Linked DNA regions of Mus musculus: regions 2, 3 and 4 are each linked to region 1. The links are chromatin contacts, called in public Hi-C and promoter capture Hi-C maps. All regions are on one chromosome and are shown on one strand. Each heading gives the region's core, a stretch centred on a gene start, on an enhancer-like site or on the middle of the called end of the contact. The rest is flanking DNA. Distances are from core to core; before and after follow the strand shown. Region 1 holds the start of Cenpc1 (centromere protein C1). Region 2 holds the start of Ccng2 (cyclin G2). Region 3 holds the start of Septin11 (septin 11). Region 4 holds the start of Nup54 (nucleoporin 54).

Evidence for each region. Promoter capture Hi-C pulls out the DNA fragments that hold promoters and counts their contacts. Hi-C and Micro-C count contacts between places; a contact is called where the count stands out from the background.
Region 2: a promoter capture Hi-C map of pre-B cells shows a contact between it and region 1. The contact joins the promoter of Ccng2 here to the promoter of Cenpc1 in region 1. A contact is called at or near these places in 2 of 39 promoter capture datasets (cranial neural crest and pre-B cells) and 2 of 484 Hi-C or Micro-C datasets (B cells and CD4 T cells).
Region 3: a Hi-C map of B cells shows a contact between it and region 1, with 5 read pairs. The contact joins the promoter of Septin11 here to the promoter of Cenpc1 in region 1. A contact is called at or near these places in 1 of 39 promoter capture datasets (cranial neural crest) and 1 of 484 Hi-C or Micro-C datasets (B cells).
Region 4: a contact with region 1 is called in a Hi-C map of B cells, with 5 read pairs. The contact joins the promoter of Nup54 here to the promoter of Cenpc1 in region 1. A contact is called at or near these places in 1 of 39 promoter capture datasets (the HPC-7 cell line) and 1 of 484 Hi-C or Micro-C datasets (B cells).

What each region holds. Positions count from the first base shown.
Region 1 is chr5:86,062,947-86,067,326 of GRCm38.p6, forward strand. It overlaps Cenpc1 (centromere protein C1), which reads right to left and starts at 2,637. Exons shown (of 19, transcript NM_007683.4): 1 at 2,382-2,637. The coding sequence starts at 2,399.
Region 2 is chr5:93,264,993-93,269,372 of GRCm38.p6, forward strand. It overlaps Ccng2 (cyclin G2), which reads left to right and starts at 2,581. Exons shown (of 8, transcript NM_007635.4): 1 at 2,581-2,805; 2 at 3,630-3,767; 3 at 4,273-4,380. The coding sequence starts at 3,630.
Region 3 is chr5:93,091,239-93,095,618 of GRCm38.p6, forward strand. It overlaps Septin11 (septin 11), which reads left to right and starts at 2,178. Exons shown (of 10, transcript NM_001009818.2): 1 at 2,178-2,359. The coding sequence starts at 2,333.
Region 4 is chr5:92,433,391-92,437,770 of GRCm38.p6, forward strand. It overlaps Nup54 (nucleoporin 54), which reads right to left and starts at 1,809. Exons shown (of 13, transcript NM_001359995.1): 1 at 1,614-1,809; 2 at 832-993. The coding sequence starts at 1,680. It overlaps Gm42114 (a long non-coding RNA gene), which reads left to right and starts at 1,221. Exons shown (of 2, transcript XR_880431.3): 1 at 1,221-1,592; 2 at 2,203-2,679.

The DNA.
Region 1 (4,380 bases), core at 1,387-3,886:
GAAAACTGAGAATAGTTCTACTCCAAGACCCAGCTATATATGCCACTCCTGGGCATATACCAAATGATGCCCCCATCATACCACAAGGACACTTGCTCAACTACATTCATAGCAGCTTTACTCATAATAGCCAGAAACTGGCAACAACCTCAATGTCCCTCAACTGAAGAATGGATAATGAAAATGTTGTACATCTACACAATGGAATACCACTCAGCTACTAAAAACAAAGACATAATGAAATTTACAGGAAAATGGATGGAACTAGAAAATATCTTAAGTGAGGTAACCTAGACCCAGAAAGACAAGCATGGTATGTACTCATAAATGAATATTAGCCATAAAGTACAAAATAAACATGCTACAATCCACAGACCAAAGAAACTAAGTAATAAAGAGTGCCCAAGGGAAGATGCATGACTCACTCAAAAGGGAAAATAATATAGAGATGGATGGAGGCAGGGAACTGGGTGGGAGAGGGGAGGAGAACAGAAATGGGGATTGGGTGTGGGAAGAGTGGAGGATGCATAGGGTTGGCTGGGAAAGTGAACAGAAACTGGTGGGGGGCATCTCTGGGGCTAGCTAGAGAACTGGGGTGGGGTGGGGCACACAACACTCCCTGGAGTCTATGGGGGTGACCCTAGCTGAAACTCCTAGCAGTAGGGTATATGGAAACTGAAGTGGCCACATCCTATCAGACAGGACCCCTAGTGGAATGATAAGGATACCAACCCATTCACAAAACCTGAAATTAGCCCTGCCTACATACACAAGATGTACAGAGATAAAGATAGAGCGATGGAGCAGAAATTGAGGAAACAGCTTACCAATGACTGGCCCAACTTGAGATCCACCCCATTCAAGAGAGCCAATCTCTGACACTATTATTAATACTCTGCTATGCTTGCCAATAGAACCTACTATAACTGTCTCCTGAGAAGCTTCATCCAGCAACAGATGGAAACAAACTCAGAGATCACAGTCAAATATCAGACAGAGCTCAGGGACTCTTGTCTAAGAGTAGAGGATAGAATGAATCAGGAGGTGCTACACACACTCCGAGAGGCCTGGAAGCACTCACAAGGCAAAGAGTTTCAAGGAATCCCAACCTCCTGGTATCTTGGCATTCTCATAACCCATATACTCATACCCTATCCCCACGTTAGTCTGGTGTATGGATCCATGTGTTCTCTTTTAGTATTATTTTATTATAAGTGCCTTTAAAGATTGAATTCTGACATAACTAAGCCTTCGCCAGTGTTCCGACATCCCAAAAAATCCTTGAAGCCGACAAACTTGGAATTCAGTAAGAAGGTTATCTATTCAGTAACATTCAAATTTACTTCTAATTCACACTGGCCTAGGGAATAGGTGGGTTTACCATGAAAGAGTTAGGGAATCCCCGAGACAGGTTTCTTCACTAGGTCCAAAAGAAACAACATAATCAGGCATTTACTAAGAACCCCTAGTGGTGGGCTTAACAATAAATAGACTAGCATTACACCAGGCTCCCTTCTTAGTGGCAGTGGCCTGGTCCCTGCCTTCTTTTGATGTATACATTCCTTATGTTTTGTGTCACTGTAACTCGGTGGATGTATCTCGCCTTGGTTCTTGTTATTCTTCTGTATAAAAAGTTCGATGCTCGACTAAACTGTCTTTTCATACATGTTAAGCATGCATAAACACACACACAACTACATGATAGAAACCATCAACGAAGGTTTTCTTTCAAAGATAAATTGAACTGCTGAGTTAGGGAGGAAATAGGGCATAGTAATCATACAAAACTTGGAATGAATATCAAGTGTGTCAAGAGACATAAAGTGGCAAGTCGTGGCCCACATCAAACATTCAAAGCTGGCACCTTTTAAAATATGATTGCCTTGTATAAAGCTTTATCATTAACAGGTGTCCCATAAATATTAGACTCTTCACATAAAATAGTATTTCGAAATTAATACTCGAGGTTTTCCAGACCATCAAGACTGGCTTGTACAATAGTCATGAGTATTTGGAAGACTGAAAAACGGGAAAAGGCTGAAATGTAGAAATGAAGGAATCTCTTCCGGGGGGGGGGGGGGGGAGCAGGCACGGATGGATGAGCTTACGACGTGAACCAGTAACAGTCCAGTTACTTCCACTACCAGTACACCAGCACACCTGATTTGTTACCTGTGCAGCTTTTAAGCCACCCCAGACAAGCCCCACCCCACCCAGACAGGCGGGACTAGGCACCCGCTACCCGATCCCTCCGCACCCCTCACAAGCCTCCGCACCCCTCACAAGCCTCACCCCACCCCACCCCGACAAGCCGGATATGCACCCGGTCCAGCACAGGGCGAGCGACGCATCGCGCAGGCCCGATCCAGACCCGCACTTACCAGATGGAACGAGGCCATGGTTCCGGCCCACTAGGTCAAACGGAGGCCTGAGAGGGAAACCCAAGCCGGCCAGGGTTCCAGGAGGGTTAGAGTAAGATTGCGGACGGAGGCGTCCCCAGAGCTGCGCGACCCGCACTTAACACTCAGCCGTAAATAAACAGCAGCCACCAAGAAAAATAAATGAATAAAAGTCAAACGAGCCACGCCTGCGCACAAGCCTAGCTTAGCCGGCCGTTAATTGGCGTTTTTTAAAGACTCCGGCTCTTGTTCCCGCCCATTCGCCTGTTACTCACCTATCAACCCGCCTTTCTCAGTTCGCCCCGCCCTCCTGCCCAGCGCGCCTTGCTCTTCCGCCCGCGTCTCAACCTCCCACTCATCGCCCCGCCTCTCACCCGTCGCCACGCCTTTCACCAGTCGCCACGCCTCTCACCCTTCGCCACTCCCCTCGCCGGTCGCCACGCCTCTCACCCTTCGCCACTCCCCTCGCCGGTCGACTTGTCCGGGCTTTGTGTGGACTCTCCTGTTCTACTTTCTTCAGACAGTTTGTTGCGTCTATGACTGCTCGTATTTAGAAAGCAGGTGTTGAGCACCACCTGTGCTCCTTGAGATAAATGTATAATACATCCCAGCAGTTCTACTACGGATTAATAGGTAATACTTAAAAAGGATTACAGGTAGAAATTGCTGGCGTTTTGAGCAGAGTACACTACGCAGATTCGTCAGCTGCAACCCGCCCATCTATACAGTATCTCTGAAAATAGTAATGCTATTCTTTTTTCAAGTATTTAAAAATTATTTATGAAGCAAAGGCATAAATTATATATGCATATCAGTAGAACGAACATAATGTTTTTAAGAGAAAGTGACTGCTTCTGTCTTATGCGAAAATTAAGGTAATGACCCCAATTGGAAAACAAGGAAAATACACCGATGTGTATTTTGTCCTGTCCACGTGACTCTAGGTCGCAGCCTGTAGCTGCTCTATTTCCTTAGGAGACAGAATGCCATAAATACATACATACATACATACATACATACATACAGAAGGAAGGAAAGAAAAGAGAGAGAGTCTGCAGGGATGGAGCGATGGCTCAGTGGTCAAGAGCGCTTGCTGCACTTTTAAAGGAGCAAAGTTCGATTCCCAGCACCCACAAAGCAACTCAACCGTTTGTAGCTCCAGTTCCAGGGGATCTGACACCTATTCCGGCCTCAGCTAGCAAAAAGCACGCACGTGATGTCCTCGCAGGCAAGCAGACAAAACAATCATACCTATAAAGTGAATAAATCTCTTTTTAGTGTAGATTATTTTAGAATGATGGGGCTCCATATGAGCTGAATGTGCTCATGATTGCAGCGACGCTTGCCCGGCTCGCCAGTCAGATCCGCCAGAGGGCAGCAGAGGTGCTGCAAACTTACTTATTTATCATATTCTCCAATGGGAAGCTACAGAGTCCAGGCAAACTGTACAACAGCTACGACTCGATAAATCTCCAAGAGGAGTCAGCCGACCCTGGCGGCTGAAACGGAGACTTTCTCCTGCGTTGAAAATCATTTTGAGACGGTTGTCCTCGGTTGCAACACGACACTTTGTGGGAATTTTGAACAAGACCTGTGACCAAAATGAAAGGGCAAGATGCTTGAGTTGCTCAACATGCAGACGCTGTTTGCTGAAAAAGCAGTTGAGAGTGAATCGACTCTAGAGAATCACATCAAAACGTTCAGAGTAAACATGGGGGTTTTTGCTTTGGTGCCTTTGGAACCAACAAGCATCAGGAAGCTGTTGCTGTCCAGGAGAATAAACAAAGTTGGCAATGAGGGTTTGAGTCTCTCAGCTGCTCAAGACACAGAGAGACCAGCCCTAATACACAGGGTGTGACCTCTCAGGTAGGTGATGGCATCCAGGATGACTTGCAAGTTGATCGCCTTCCACCTTCCTTCGAATTGTGCTGATGCTGCCCAACCTGGAATAGTTGAAAATATTCTGCCCCGCTCCCCACAG
Region 2 (4,380 bases), core at 1,331-3,830, 7.2 Mb after region 1:
TGTTTTAATAAACAGCACCTACAGGTCTGGTGCAGCTAGCTGAGGAGATAAGGACAAGGCCAGTCTGCAGAAAGACTTCAGGGAGAGGGAGGGGGAGGGGGAGGGAGAGAGAAAAGAGAGAAGAGAGAAGAAGAGAGAAGAAGAGAAGAGAGAAGAAGAGAGAAGAGAGGGAGAGCAAAGAGAGAAAATCGGAGCAATCTCACTTCCTGGAAAATCATTAAAAGTTTGCAGTGGGGAGAGGATGTAATTTGGGGCTAGTATTTTAAAGGGCTGCTGTCTTTCCATATTAAAGTGTTAAATGGATGGAAGTGGAAAGTCAGCGAATTCACCAGTATAAAGCATCCCACTTTGCAGGACTATTCACATCGTGTAAAAATCAGCGTATGTTTTGTATAACTTCATACCCTCTAGAGGGCTAAGAAAAGGATGGTTTCTTCAAGCTTTCTTTTTTCTTTCTCTTCTCCCCCTTCTGACAAGGTCTCACTCTGTAGCCTAGGCTATCCTTGTACTCACCGCAATGCCCCTGCCTTAGCCTTCCAAGTGCAGGGTTTGCAGCCGTCACACTTGGCTGGCTCTCTTCCTTTCTGTCTCATACAGTATGTTATTTATAAAATCTCCTGCCACATTCTTTTACACTTCCTCTTTCACATCACTTATTTTATAGCCCTGGCTCCTTTTCTACCTTTGGCCATTGGAACACAAAGCTCTCCCCAGTCTTCTTGTTCGGCTCCTAAACTTCTCTCATCAGTTGTTTCTTTCTCACCACTGACCCTGTTAGCTGGGCTTTTCCCCTGTTGCAAGATATGTCTGAACTTTAATCATAGCTCCATTCTCTCATCGAGTCGCCAATTGCTGTGCGAGTTTACAAGCATGGACTTTCATCCAGATGTACGTCACTAACGTAATAATTTAAATAATGCTTAAAAGATCAACCACACCTCGAATAAAATTATATAACCTGTAAATCATTTAAGTGGTATGCTAATATTTTATGTTCTAAAACCAAGAAGGCCACACCCCTCTGAAACTGGAATGCTAGCTAGCCCTTTGGTGTTCTCTTCCTCTGCTGCTCTGTGCTCCAAACAGATGTCTGAGTCTCTTTCCAGCTAATACACAAAGCCATCTATTTGAGTAACTCTTCAGCTGTTAAAGCGGTACTAGGTGCCCTCTAGTAGTTTATAAGCTCCAAAGTGACTCACAGAAAACACACCCAAGAGTAAAAAATTCATTTCGGAGAGGCTAGCTGTTTAGAATTCATGAAGGCTCTAAGTTACCGATTTGCATGTTTGTTAGGAGGCAGAGATCTGAGGGAATAGAAAGTAAAACAAACAAACAAAACCAAAACAATCTAGGGAATTTTCCTGCCTCCCGACAGATACTCCACTCCGTGTGAAAGTTAGCCCTGCCTAAGGCATCTAGTTGGTTTGGTTTTTGCTCTGCCTTAGGAGAGGTGTCAGCTTAATAACAACGTTAATTATAATAGACAATAAATGATAATTTATGGGCGATCAAGAACCAAGAGGCTGTGGGAGCCTTCATTAAAACCAAAAGCAAACAGTACAACCATAACCTCTAGAAGCACACTTATTAGATATCTATATACCCTCATCAATCTGCAGTTTTTATTGAAAGGTCCCTCCTTTGAACTTTTTATTATGGAAAAAAAATTTCAAGGCACACAAATGCACTCACAATTCTGTAATGCAGTCTCTACTACCCACCGCCCAACTTCAACAAGTCAGCTGTGTAACCAACTAGTTGAATTTAGCTTTTTTTCTTTCCTGAGTCAGATCGATTAAAAAAAAATTATCTCGGTAAGCATCTTGGAATGTTAAGAGCTTGACTGTTTATTGCAAAATACACCGGTGGTACAACTAAGAAGTTCAGGACGCCCTTCTGCACTCCTGGAAACGCTGTTACAGAGTTATGTGACCTCGGATTTTCGGGGTGTGACCAGAGGCGACAGCCTCGGGCCTCGCCTAGACTGAGCTAGAGTTCCTAGGCAGCTGTGGACCCCGGCACGTAACCGAGCACCACAAATGCCACCCACCCAAGCATGCGCAATCCAGACCCCAGAGTTGCTAAGGCCCCGGAAGAAGATAAGAGAGTCGGGATATATTGAGAGCCAATCAGAGGACGCAACAGCCAGTCGGCCAGCCAATCCAGATTCGAGATTAAATCAAGTCCTCAGCAGTCGGCTTGCCCCACCCTTGTCCAATCAGGGAGCCCGCTACTTTGGGCGGACTTTTCAAAACAGCGAAAACAAAACAAATCGGGGGACCTTTAAAAGGTGTGAGGCGTCCAGAAACTGTCTCCTTCCGCTCTCCGATCGGCTCGCTCATCTTTGCTCCCTTCCGGTTCCATTCTGAAATGAGGCTGGAATCCAGATTCCACTCCCTACCATAGATCCTGGCTCCGCAAGGCCAAGAGGAACAGAAGGGGCCAAGAGAGGCTGGGAACTGAGGCTCGGAGCAGGGACTCTTTTTCTCAGATCCACTGGGCGAGCGAGCGAGGATCCCTCCGCGCGCAGTCACGCGCCCCGCCCCTTGGGGGCGTCGCAGACTCAAAACAAAAACAAGGGGTTTGCTCAGCTCCGGAGGCTGCGGCGGAGCCGGGAGGAGGTGGCGGTGCAGGGCGGGCGCTGAGCCCCGCTGAGGAGCAAGATGCAGCCGGGGCTGTGAGGCCGGGCGGCGGCGGGGAGGTCGGATGCGGGTCTCGGGGTGCCGCTGAGGAGGCTGGTCCCTGAGCTCGGAGACGGGTCCGGACGCCCCCGCCGCGCCGGTCCGTGACGCCGGGGCCGACACGGTGAGTGGGCCTCCCGGGTGGCTCTGGGTTTGGTGGCTCCGGGTCTGGATCGCGGTTTGCTTTGATGGTGGAGTCCCCCAGCCGCAGCTGAGGGACTGACAGGGGCTCCAGGGTGTTCTGAGGCTATACGGTGGGTTGACAGCCCCGGGGCTTCGCACCGTTACTGAGCCCAAGTATTAGGCTACTGCTCGCTGCGGGCGTACTGGACTCCCCACTGTCTCCCCAGCATCCCCCAAGCTACTGGGCCGCCCTGTCTCGAGTTGCGGGGCTCGTCAAAGCTGCAGAAGCTGCGGGGGTAGCTTGGAGGTGGGCTCCGCGACGGGCTCCCGGGGCGGGGCTCCGAAGCCGCCTCCTTCCAGTTCTTTGTTCAGTCTCGAGACTCCCCCTCCCTTCTCTCCTATTGTGCAACGCCCCGCCCCAGAACCCGCTTCGGTGGCTTCAGTCTTCCGGTCCCCCGCTTTCCTCTAGGGCCTAGAGTCTAGTTAGAAGTCCCTGCTGTGCTGTCCAGGTGATGCGGACAGTAGGGGACATTACGCTTCTTGGACACTTTTCCTGTACGTCAAACGCTGTCGGCCACAGAGCTGATCAGAACTAGCCCTGGCCAGCGGAGGTGACCGAGATACTGCCCCCCCATGCCACGCCTCCATGTCTTTAGGGGAGGATTCCCCTGAGGCTGGCGGACGTGACCGATCCCCCCCTCACCCGGTTCTGGCTTGCGTGATCTGGGGCGCCCCTAGCTGGAGGGATCGCGGCCAGCTCCTTCTGCTCTCACACCCTACGTATCCGGATTATATTCTTAACCGGCCGCGGTGTATTTGCTGCAGATGAAGGATTTGGGGGCCAAGCACTTGGCAGGTGGCGAAGGGGTTCAGCTTTTCGGATTGTTGAACTTCTACCTGGAACAAGAACAGAGATACCAACCTCGGGAAAAAGGGCTGATCTTGATGGAGGCTACCCCGGAGGTAAATTTGAGAATTGATAGGACTTGGGGGAAGGTGGGAAGGTAACTTTTTGGTTTTCCTCGTACCAAATCAGTACCAAAGGCTAAAAAGTTAAATCCAAAATTGGCCTCACCGTACTAAGAAAAAACGTGAAACGTGAAAGGGTTCTGCTTTTGTTTTTAGTGAATGTGGAAGTTATACCAAGTGTACTGTAGAGGCGTTTCTTCTGGTGGTGGGAAATTCCTAGAGAATATTTCTAATAGGATCTTAGATTGTGTCAGAAAAACCTCATCAAGGAACCCACATTCTGCTGTAACTACCTTGGGTGGGGCAACACTTCACGTTATATTGAGTTGGCTAAAGTTCTGTATTGGATAAATTTTAAAAGTAGTGATTTATCTGAACGTAGTGTGATAGCTTTAGGAGGTCATGTGTACAATGGGGAAAACTAAAGGGAGAGTAGGTTTTGAACCACCTCTATTCCATTCTAAGAAAATAAACTTTGATTCTTGGTTTTTAATTTCAGAATGATAACACTTTGTGTTCAAGACTGAGAAATGCCAAAGTGGAAGATTTAAGAAGTTTAACTAACTTCTTTGGATCTGGCACTGAAACTTTCGTTCTGGCTGTCAAT
Region 3 (4,380 bases), core at 928-3,427, 7.0 Mb after region 1:
AAGGCTTTCCACTAGTCACACAGATGGATCCCCACTCTCCTAGCTTCTCAGCCTATATACACTCTAGCCTTTCCTGGAGGCCACATGCAAGGAAGGCAGATGCACATAGAAAGCGTGGTAGTAAGTGACTGGATACCCAGTGTGGGGCTCCTGAGCCTCACTCCCCTCTCTGAGTGAGATAAACAGTCAGTAGCCACAGCTGGGATGTTCATTTGCACCAAGATGACAGTTGTTTGGCTTGGAGGACAGTCCTGTTCAACATGTACGGTGTGTGCTAGAAGCCAAAAGGCAAGAACTCTTGAGTTCATAGTCTATTGAGAGATGAATATTACTATGACAACCTCTTAACGGCCTGGTTCATCTGCAACAATGGCTGGGGTGAAAGTAAGTCACAGTTCCTGCCTGTTGTCATCTGAGGTTATATATAGCACCGGGCCTCTCCTTTTAATCTTAAAAGGTTTAAGTTTGAATAAGAAATTATTCGCACCCCCACCCCCCACCCCCAACCGAAGAACAAGAAAGCACTGCATTAGAGTCACAGAGGAAAGGTAATTCTTGTTTTTGAGAGCTCTTGCGGAGCACTCGAGTGACATCTTACAAACTCGACACTGTGTAACGGTGTAAATGAGGTCCCTATTCTCAAAAGACATCTTCTCTATAGAACAGGGAGTAATCAGAACAAGTTAGTGCTGTTCAGGTCTGAGTGAGCCAGAATCTGGCTTTACATCAGAGCCTTCCTCTTTCAACACACTCTTCCCTAGGTTCCACCGCCAAGGGTGGAATTCACTCTAGGCAGCTTCTAGCTCCTCACTCACCTACCAGAGCAGCCCAGCATCAGATCAGCTACTGGTGAACCAGTGCTAGTCACTTACCCTCAGCCAAAGACTGGACAGAGAGCATCTGAATCCCGTAGCCAAAAGTGGGTTCCCAGAAACTTGGATGTTTGAAGTCTCAGGTATGACTCTCAGATGCCCGCCCTAGTTCTCCCCCCACGCCCCTGCCCCGTGGGCGCGTTCATGTGGGCTAAATACAGCCCTTCCCTTGCCTCTTCCCCTGCGCTTCAAGTCACCTACTTTCCTCAACTCACGTGAGTAGCTATCCTCACGTGATCGTGGGTCTACCATGCGTGGACACCCACAGCGCATTACACTTCTCCCTGTTAAGCCTATGTCAGATGTATGTACAAGGACCCCGCCATTTCGCCTGCCACTCAGACACTGTAATTATTCCAACATCTGCTGGGGGTGGGGGTGGGGGGAAGTCCTTCTTAGTGGTGGAGGAGCCCTCCCAGTTCCCTGTGCTGTGAGTCGCACCCACTTGTCACCCGCTTCTCGCCTTCGCTGTGCACCACACCCCGCAGCCAGGATTGAGCTTGCACGCCTCCGGGCCCTGGGTCATCCGGTCTGTCTCCGGGATCCAATATCACGTCCACTGACCTCTTCGCACCAGTAACCTCTCCAGTGTGACACGGTGGGAAAAGCTCTGGAGCAAGCTCACAAACGGCTTAATTTTTCCAGCGAGCACTCAAGTTTTTTTAATTAATTAATTAATTTCCCTGTCCCCAGCAGCGGTGGTTGGGTCGTTCACGACTAGGTCCTCTTTTTCTGGAAAAGCGGTCCCCAGCCCGGCCGCACACCACAGCGACGGCTTCCAGCAGCTGGTTTAGTCTCCTTTCTGATGGAAGGCCCAGCAGACCGGCAATTCTTTCCTCGTGGGGCGCGCTCGGCCCTAGTAAGTTACCCACCGCACCTTCTAAGAGGGCTCCTCCGGGTGGGGCGTGTCACCAGGTCAATTTTCCAGAGGTACAACCTCTGCACCCTGCGGTCCCCTAGCCTCCCTGCCCCACCCCATAGCAGCCCCAGGTGCCGGCTCCGCGCAGCGCGTGGCAGCTCGGGGTTGGGACCTCCGCGCCTAGGCTTTTACGCGGACCCCAGCACGTGTTGCAACAGGGGGAGTGTCGGGCAGTGTCCCGGCACAGGACGCTTTAATGGGACGGAAGAAAGCCACAGGAAGGAAGGTGGCTGACTTCAAAGCGTATCATCTTATCAGCTGACCAGGATCACGGTTCACCTGCTGCGTTCGTCTGCTCGGCTGGGGCTGGGGATCTCTCTGCACCCCCGTCCCGGGGCAGCTAATGGTCGAGTCCAGGCGGGAGGCCATGTTGCTGGAATAAAGCGGGCGGGGCGGCGCGGGCGAGCAGATGCGGCTGGAGGCGCGCGGGAGCCGGGCGCGAGCAGGGCGCAGCCGCGAGGGAGGCGCGGGGGAGGCCAGCGGGAGCCGGAGCACCAGCAGCAGCCAGTGTCGGTAAAGAGCAGCCAGAGCCACAGTCGCGATGGCCGTGGCGGTGGGGAGACCGAGTGTGAGTACTGGGGCCTCACTTCTCTAGCGTGCTGATCCCGGGGCGCCGGGTGGTCTCCGCTTCGGGGCGCGTGCGGGTGGAGACTTGCGGGGATCAGGAGGGGGGCTCTGGGTGGTGGCTGTTGGGGGCTGTGGGTGTGTGCATGAATTTGGGCGCGCGTCTGGGGCGGAGGGGAGCTTGGGGAGCCCGCAGGCTCAGAGCCTACCTGATGCAACATTAGATCGCTTTGGCGCGCCCCTGTTTCGGGGATGTGGGAAGAAAAGGACCCTTCTGTGAGGCGCCCTTAGAAGAGATTGCTTGAGCTGCTGCTTTCCCCAGCTACCTCTCTCTCACGGCGCACAAGGCTTAGCTGGTGACAGAGGAGGAAGGCGCTGACTGAGGAGGGTTTCCTCGCGGTTCTCTCGCGCCCTGGGGGCGATCCGGGCATGAGAATTGGGTGCTGAAGCGCTGTGTCACACGGCCGTAGAAGCGGGTCAAAGGGGTGGGATTTCCGTGGTGGTTTACTCCCCCCCCCCCCGGGTGCATTGTGAAATTCCGGACACCCTCAGGCGCCCACCCGGGTGACCCGGGCCCTGCCCAGGATGTGGACAAAGCCCTAGGCACACACACACACACACACACACAAAGTTTTCAAAGGGCTCCCTTTCGGGGTGGGTGGAAGTCCTGAAATACTCTGCGGCTGGCAGGCCGGGGGCGGCAGTAGTGAATACGGGGCTCCGGGAAGAGGAAGGGAGGGTGCGTGCCTGGAGAAGTGTCCCAGCACCCGAAGTCAGAGAGGGGATGCTCTGGGCTGGGGTACGCGCCACGGGCTGTGCCTCTGGGAGTGTAGGCTCTGGGTTTCCAACTCCGGCAGCCAGCTAGAGCGAGTAGGACTTTGAGGATGTAGTTTAGGGTCTGCTCTCTAGCCTAGGGTGAAAAGGAGGGAAGGGGCGGTGGCGGCAGTGGCCGCCTTTCCTTTTTATTGAAAGGAGCCAAGCCCAGTGGGAAAGGCGGAGTCCTCTTCTCTCGGGTTTTCTTTGTCAACGTTCATTGCCCACTTTTGCCTGGTCTGCCCTGGGGGCGACTCCGGGGGAGTCCTTCCCTGGCTAGTACCCCATCTTTTTTTTTTAAATTTTCCCTTTCGAACTTTGCAGCTAGCTTCAGGTGGTGGCCTGACATTTTGCAGATACAGAGAAAAGTCTTAGATGTTGAAAGCTGCCAAACCCCAGATGCTGAGTCTCTTGGCTCTCCCCACTTACATCTCTACACACACACACACACACCCTTCTGCACCCCCTGAGGAGTCTTAGCCCAGCAGGAAGTTCATGGGGTCACTGCAACATTACCTCAATTTGATGGTTTTGCTGCAGTTTGAGGTTCTTTGAAAGACTTTTCCCCCCCACAATCAGAAAATGTTCCCTGGTCATCATTAAGTGTTTGTGTGGGTCTTTTTAGACCTTTCAAACTCTGTTAAATGACACATTCTTAAGAATTTTGGCTTCCTCTTCAAAACACAAATTATGCCCTTGTTGATTGGTGCGAGGCTGTCCTTACTGAGGGGATTTGCTTAGTCTCTGGGCTGACCTCTTTATTACTATGGTAAGGAAATCAAGGTTAACTCTTGGCCTTATTTTTCAGGGCACAGATTCAAAGAACTAAAATAACAATGTATGTTTTAGAAGCCTCTGCAAGTGTCTGGGAACCCACTTATCCTGTGTAGGGGGTGGTCCCCCCCCCCCCCCCCCAGTAACACCTATCGCCAGTGCATTCTTGAGGGCTGGGGGAGGTGGTCGGAATAATTTGCTGCACATTTCCAATAAATTAGTAAGTTCATCTATGTCAATTAAATAGGAACAATATGTGAGTTTGAGATTTAGCTGTGTGGCTGTAATTATATCCAACTCCGTGTCTGCCCGCCATATGTGAGCTTACAACCACAGAGTCCTTCCTTGTGCAGGACCTTTCGTTCAGATAGTAGGGGAGGGGAGGTTCTGAAGGCATGTGGATACAGAGAAGATCCCTTCTTTATGCAAATTCTCTGT
Region 4 (4,380 bases), core at 559-3,058, 6.4 Mb after region 1:
TGGCTTGACGGAACATAAACTATGGACAGTACATTCATATACGAGCAGCTGAGGATGGAGAGTTTTCTAAGAGTCATACGGATGTCGAGCTCACATAAGCCTAACTTAAATTGGGTCGTACACATCCATTAATTTGTGTTCTGAAAAATTTCAGTGATCTTCAAACAAGCCACAGATTAAAAAAACCAAAAAACCAAAAACCTTCATCATCCTCTTTTTGAAAGTAAAAGATGCCGAGCCTACTTTTTAGAACTCAGTGTTAATTGGTAAATTAAAACTACTCATGGAAAATTTCCCAAAAACCCAGCAAAGAATCCGGGATTCTTTCTACAATTATATATAGAAATACATCCTAATATATTGAGTTAATGCTAGAAAAACATCGTTACAGTTTGAAAAACAAGACAGGTCGCTGCTGTTCGTATAAGACTTGTTTCTCTTGGAAACACAAGGACAATAAGATGAAATCCCAATGAAATATGTATTAAAAAATGAAAAATGACTGCAGGAGTCCAAGAATCCCAGGGAAACGCTTACCTTCTGCTAAAGCTAATGTTTTAAAAAATATTCGGTTCCCAACTTATCATTTGGAAGCTGTGCTCTGTATCATTAAATGAAAATCCAACCAAGGTGCATTCTAATTCTTTAAGGCTTTCCAAAACCCACATCTTTTAAAGCAGCCAAAACTTTAAATATATTTGATTTGATCTTAGGAAATAAACCCCTTTCTTTATTAGACAAGTGCCATTTCTTCCCCCAAACTCTAGGGACATCGGAACATTCTTGGACTCCAGCCCCCATACTCGTTACACACATGACCCCAGTATCTACCTGCACTCGCCAGACTGTTACCAAAATTGAACGGAGTCGCCGAGGTAGTAGAAACACCGAAATTCCCAATATTAAAGTTCACTGCAGGGTTAGCGGTTAATCCGAAACCCCCAAAATTAAACCCACCGGCGGTGGAGTTGGCAGTCTCAAGCCCACCAAATCCTGATAGTCGTGGAGGCAAGAGAAACAAAAATTTGAAAAGGTGAGAGGAGGGAAAGAGAAAAGGAGAAGAAAGAAAGGTAAGAATTACAAGAATCAGCAAGAGGTTTCACAGCGTGAACAAACCTGACCTGCACCGGATCAGGGGAAGAAAGCCAAGGTGCGGACAGACAGAAGGAGCGAAGGGCAGCACGGGCGGGGGCCGAGCATCCCCCCCCCCCGGGCTGGGGAGGGGACAGAGGGAGCTGCGGGCAGCCTGGCTCCAACTTTACCCGTCTGGACCTTGAGGCTGAGACGGACGAGGGGACGCGGGGTCCCGGGAAATGAGAGGGGCGTAGCCTCCGGCCTCTCCTGGGCGGACACCCCAATGGCGGGAAGCACCGCGGCGGCCGAGCCACGCGGGTTGAGCGTGCTGTGCGAGCCCCAGGCTGAGCCTGAGCAGCCCGCGGCCCTCCCACCGCCACCGCCGCCGCCACCACCGCCACCGCCCTCTCCAAATGACTCCAAGGTGTCCCGAGTGCCAGGGCAACCCCGGGACCCCCCAGCCGGACCGATCGGATCGAGGGGGCGGGCCCGAGGCTTTGGTTCCTTGGAGGAAGAAGGTAGGCCCAGGGCTGACTCACCCGCCGGTGCCGCGGTGGCTGTAGAGGTGCCCGAAGTGCCCGAAGGAGCCCCAAAATTGAAAGCCATGTCGCGGGAGCAGCACTTAGATGGCCCCGGGCTCGCGCGGCGCGACGCCCAGTGCCCTCCGCTCTTCTGTCCGGCTGGGAACCGTCAGGCGGTCCGTACCATTAGTTCCGCCTCCTTCCCGGTCTAAGCGGAGCAGGCAGGAACCAAGCAAGGATGGAGTGGGTGGGATGATCGAACGGGAACGCCTACCACCGATCACTTCCGGGGGTGTGTTTGTGGCTTTCACGTGGTGTGGGGCGTCACCACAAAGGGGAAGTGATGAGAAGTTGGACATGGGGTGTTGTATGGTGGCTCTCTGAAGCCACTTTAGAGAAGTGACAGTGTGCAGGGACCGCGTGAAAGTACTGCCCTTACCTCTGAGGAGCGGTCCTTCCCGGAGGAAAGGAGGTTTGAGTAGATAAAGCAGTTGAGAAAGAGGCATTCGAGAGTGATGGAAAGATGATGGCGATGGTGGTAACACGTGTGTTAGCTATGTGGAATGCACGCTAGTAATTGTTTTTGCATATTTTTTTAAACCCCCAGCTGCGTTTCAGACAGTTTACTACTATTGTCATTGACCAAGAAGAAGGGCTGACCTCGATGAAGCAAATGGGCCCACTAACTGGTAAAATCTGTGCCCTGCATCGCACTTCTGGGGAACATTTAATCCTCAACTACACAGAGAAGATTTCTGTCGTTGACTAATTGGCACAGACGAGACAGGAGGACTGAGGATTAGAGTTGCAAAGCAGCATCCCCAAAGTCACTTCGCTGGTTTTTCTCTACTTAGCCCCGATTCTTTTCTCCTTTTAAAAATATTTATTGTACATGGCACTGTGTTACATTAGGACATCTTGATACAAGTTTATGTTGTATTTTGAATATATATTCCTACTCCTAAATTTTCTGTCTTCTCCCTGTCTCTCCCATTAGTTCCCTAGTAATTTTACTTCATTTTCCATGTCATATGATTTATGTGTTTAATTAAACCTAGGAATCATAAATGAATTTTTTTCCTTCTGTGACTGGCTTAATTCACTTAATAATGTTTATCTCCAGTGATATTCAGTTTTGTGCAAATGACAACATAACTTCCTTCTTAGGGCTGAAAACTCTTTTGAGTATATACCATCCTCTGTTTCTGATCCATCCCTCTGTTGTTAGGCAACTAGGTTTGTTAACAATTGTGACTAATGCTTCAGTAGAGATTGATATACATCTATGTGATAGACTAACTTGGAGTCCTTATAGACATAGCTGGGTCATGTGGTAGATCTAATTTTAGTTTTCTCAGGAACCTCTTTGCCCCATTTTGTGTGTGTGTGAGAGAGAGAGAGAGAGCACATGCATGTGTGGGAAGAGTGTATACACACATATGTGCACACGTGCCTGAAGGCCAGAGATTGACATGGGTGTCTTCCTAATTTACTCTTAATTTCTAATACAAGGTCTCTCAATAAATCTAGATCTCATCGCTTATTTGGCAAGACTGTCCAGCCAGCAAGCCCCAGGGGACTCCTGATTCTGCCTGCCCAGTGTTATGGTTATACATGAATGCCACTGTGCTCAGCGTTTGTTTAATTTTAAATATGGGTGATGAAGATTAAACTCATATCCTCAAACATTAACAGCAAGCACTGTACTGACTGAGCAGTCTCTCTGGCCCCACCTTTTAAAAAAATTACCATTACATTCTGTTTCCCTGCCGGGCGTGGTGGCACACGCTTTTAATCCCAGCACTCGGGAGGCAGAGGCAGGCGGATTTCTGAGTTCCAGGCCAGCCTGGTCTACAAAGTGAGTTCCAGGACAGCCAGGGCTATACAGAGAAACAATGTCTCAAAACAAAACAAAACAAAAATCTGTTTCCCTATAGATTATGGTCAGGATTTCATACATTCTTGATAGCAGTAAGAAAACCTTTGAAGAAGCTTTAGACCAAAGCATCTTATGATCAGAATTTAGTTGTTAGAGACAAGCATGCATGTTTGTGCATGTCTGTAATCTCGGTACCCAGGAGGCATGAGCAGGATTAAGTTGGAGGCCAGCCTAGGATACACAGTGGAAGTATCTCAAACGATTGTGTGTGTGAATGTGGTGTATGCATGTGTGTACCTGTGTGCAGGTGTGCATGCTCGTGCATGTATGTGGAGGCCACAGGAGGACATCTGGTATTCTATTCCTCTTCACCTTAGTCCTTTGATACAGCATCTCCCATTGAACCCAGAGCTTGTGGCTTTGCCATCACTAGGTCCCAGGGATCTTCCAGATGGTACCAGCCAGCACAATTGTTAGACATGCATGGGTGCACCCAGCTTTTTATATGGGATCTAAACTCAGTCCTTATGCTTATATAGTGTCTTAGAGGGTTTCTATTCCTGCACAAACTTCATGACCAAGAAGCAAGTTGGGGAGGAAAGGGTTTATTCGGCTTACACTTCCATACTGCTGTTCATCACCAAGGAAGTCAGGACTGGAACTCAAGCAGGTCAGGAAGCAGGAGCTGATACAGAGGCCATGGAGGGATGTTCTTTACTAGCTTGCCTCCCCTGGCTTGCTCAGCCTGCTCTATTATAGAACCCAAGACTACCAGCCCAGAGATGGCACCACCCACAAAGGGGCCTTTCCCCCTTGATCACTAATTGAGAAAATGCCTTACAGTAGGATCTCATGGAGGCATTTCCTCAACTGAAGCTCCTTTCTCTGTGTTAACTCCAGCCTGTG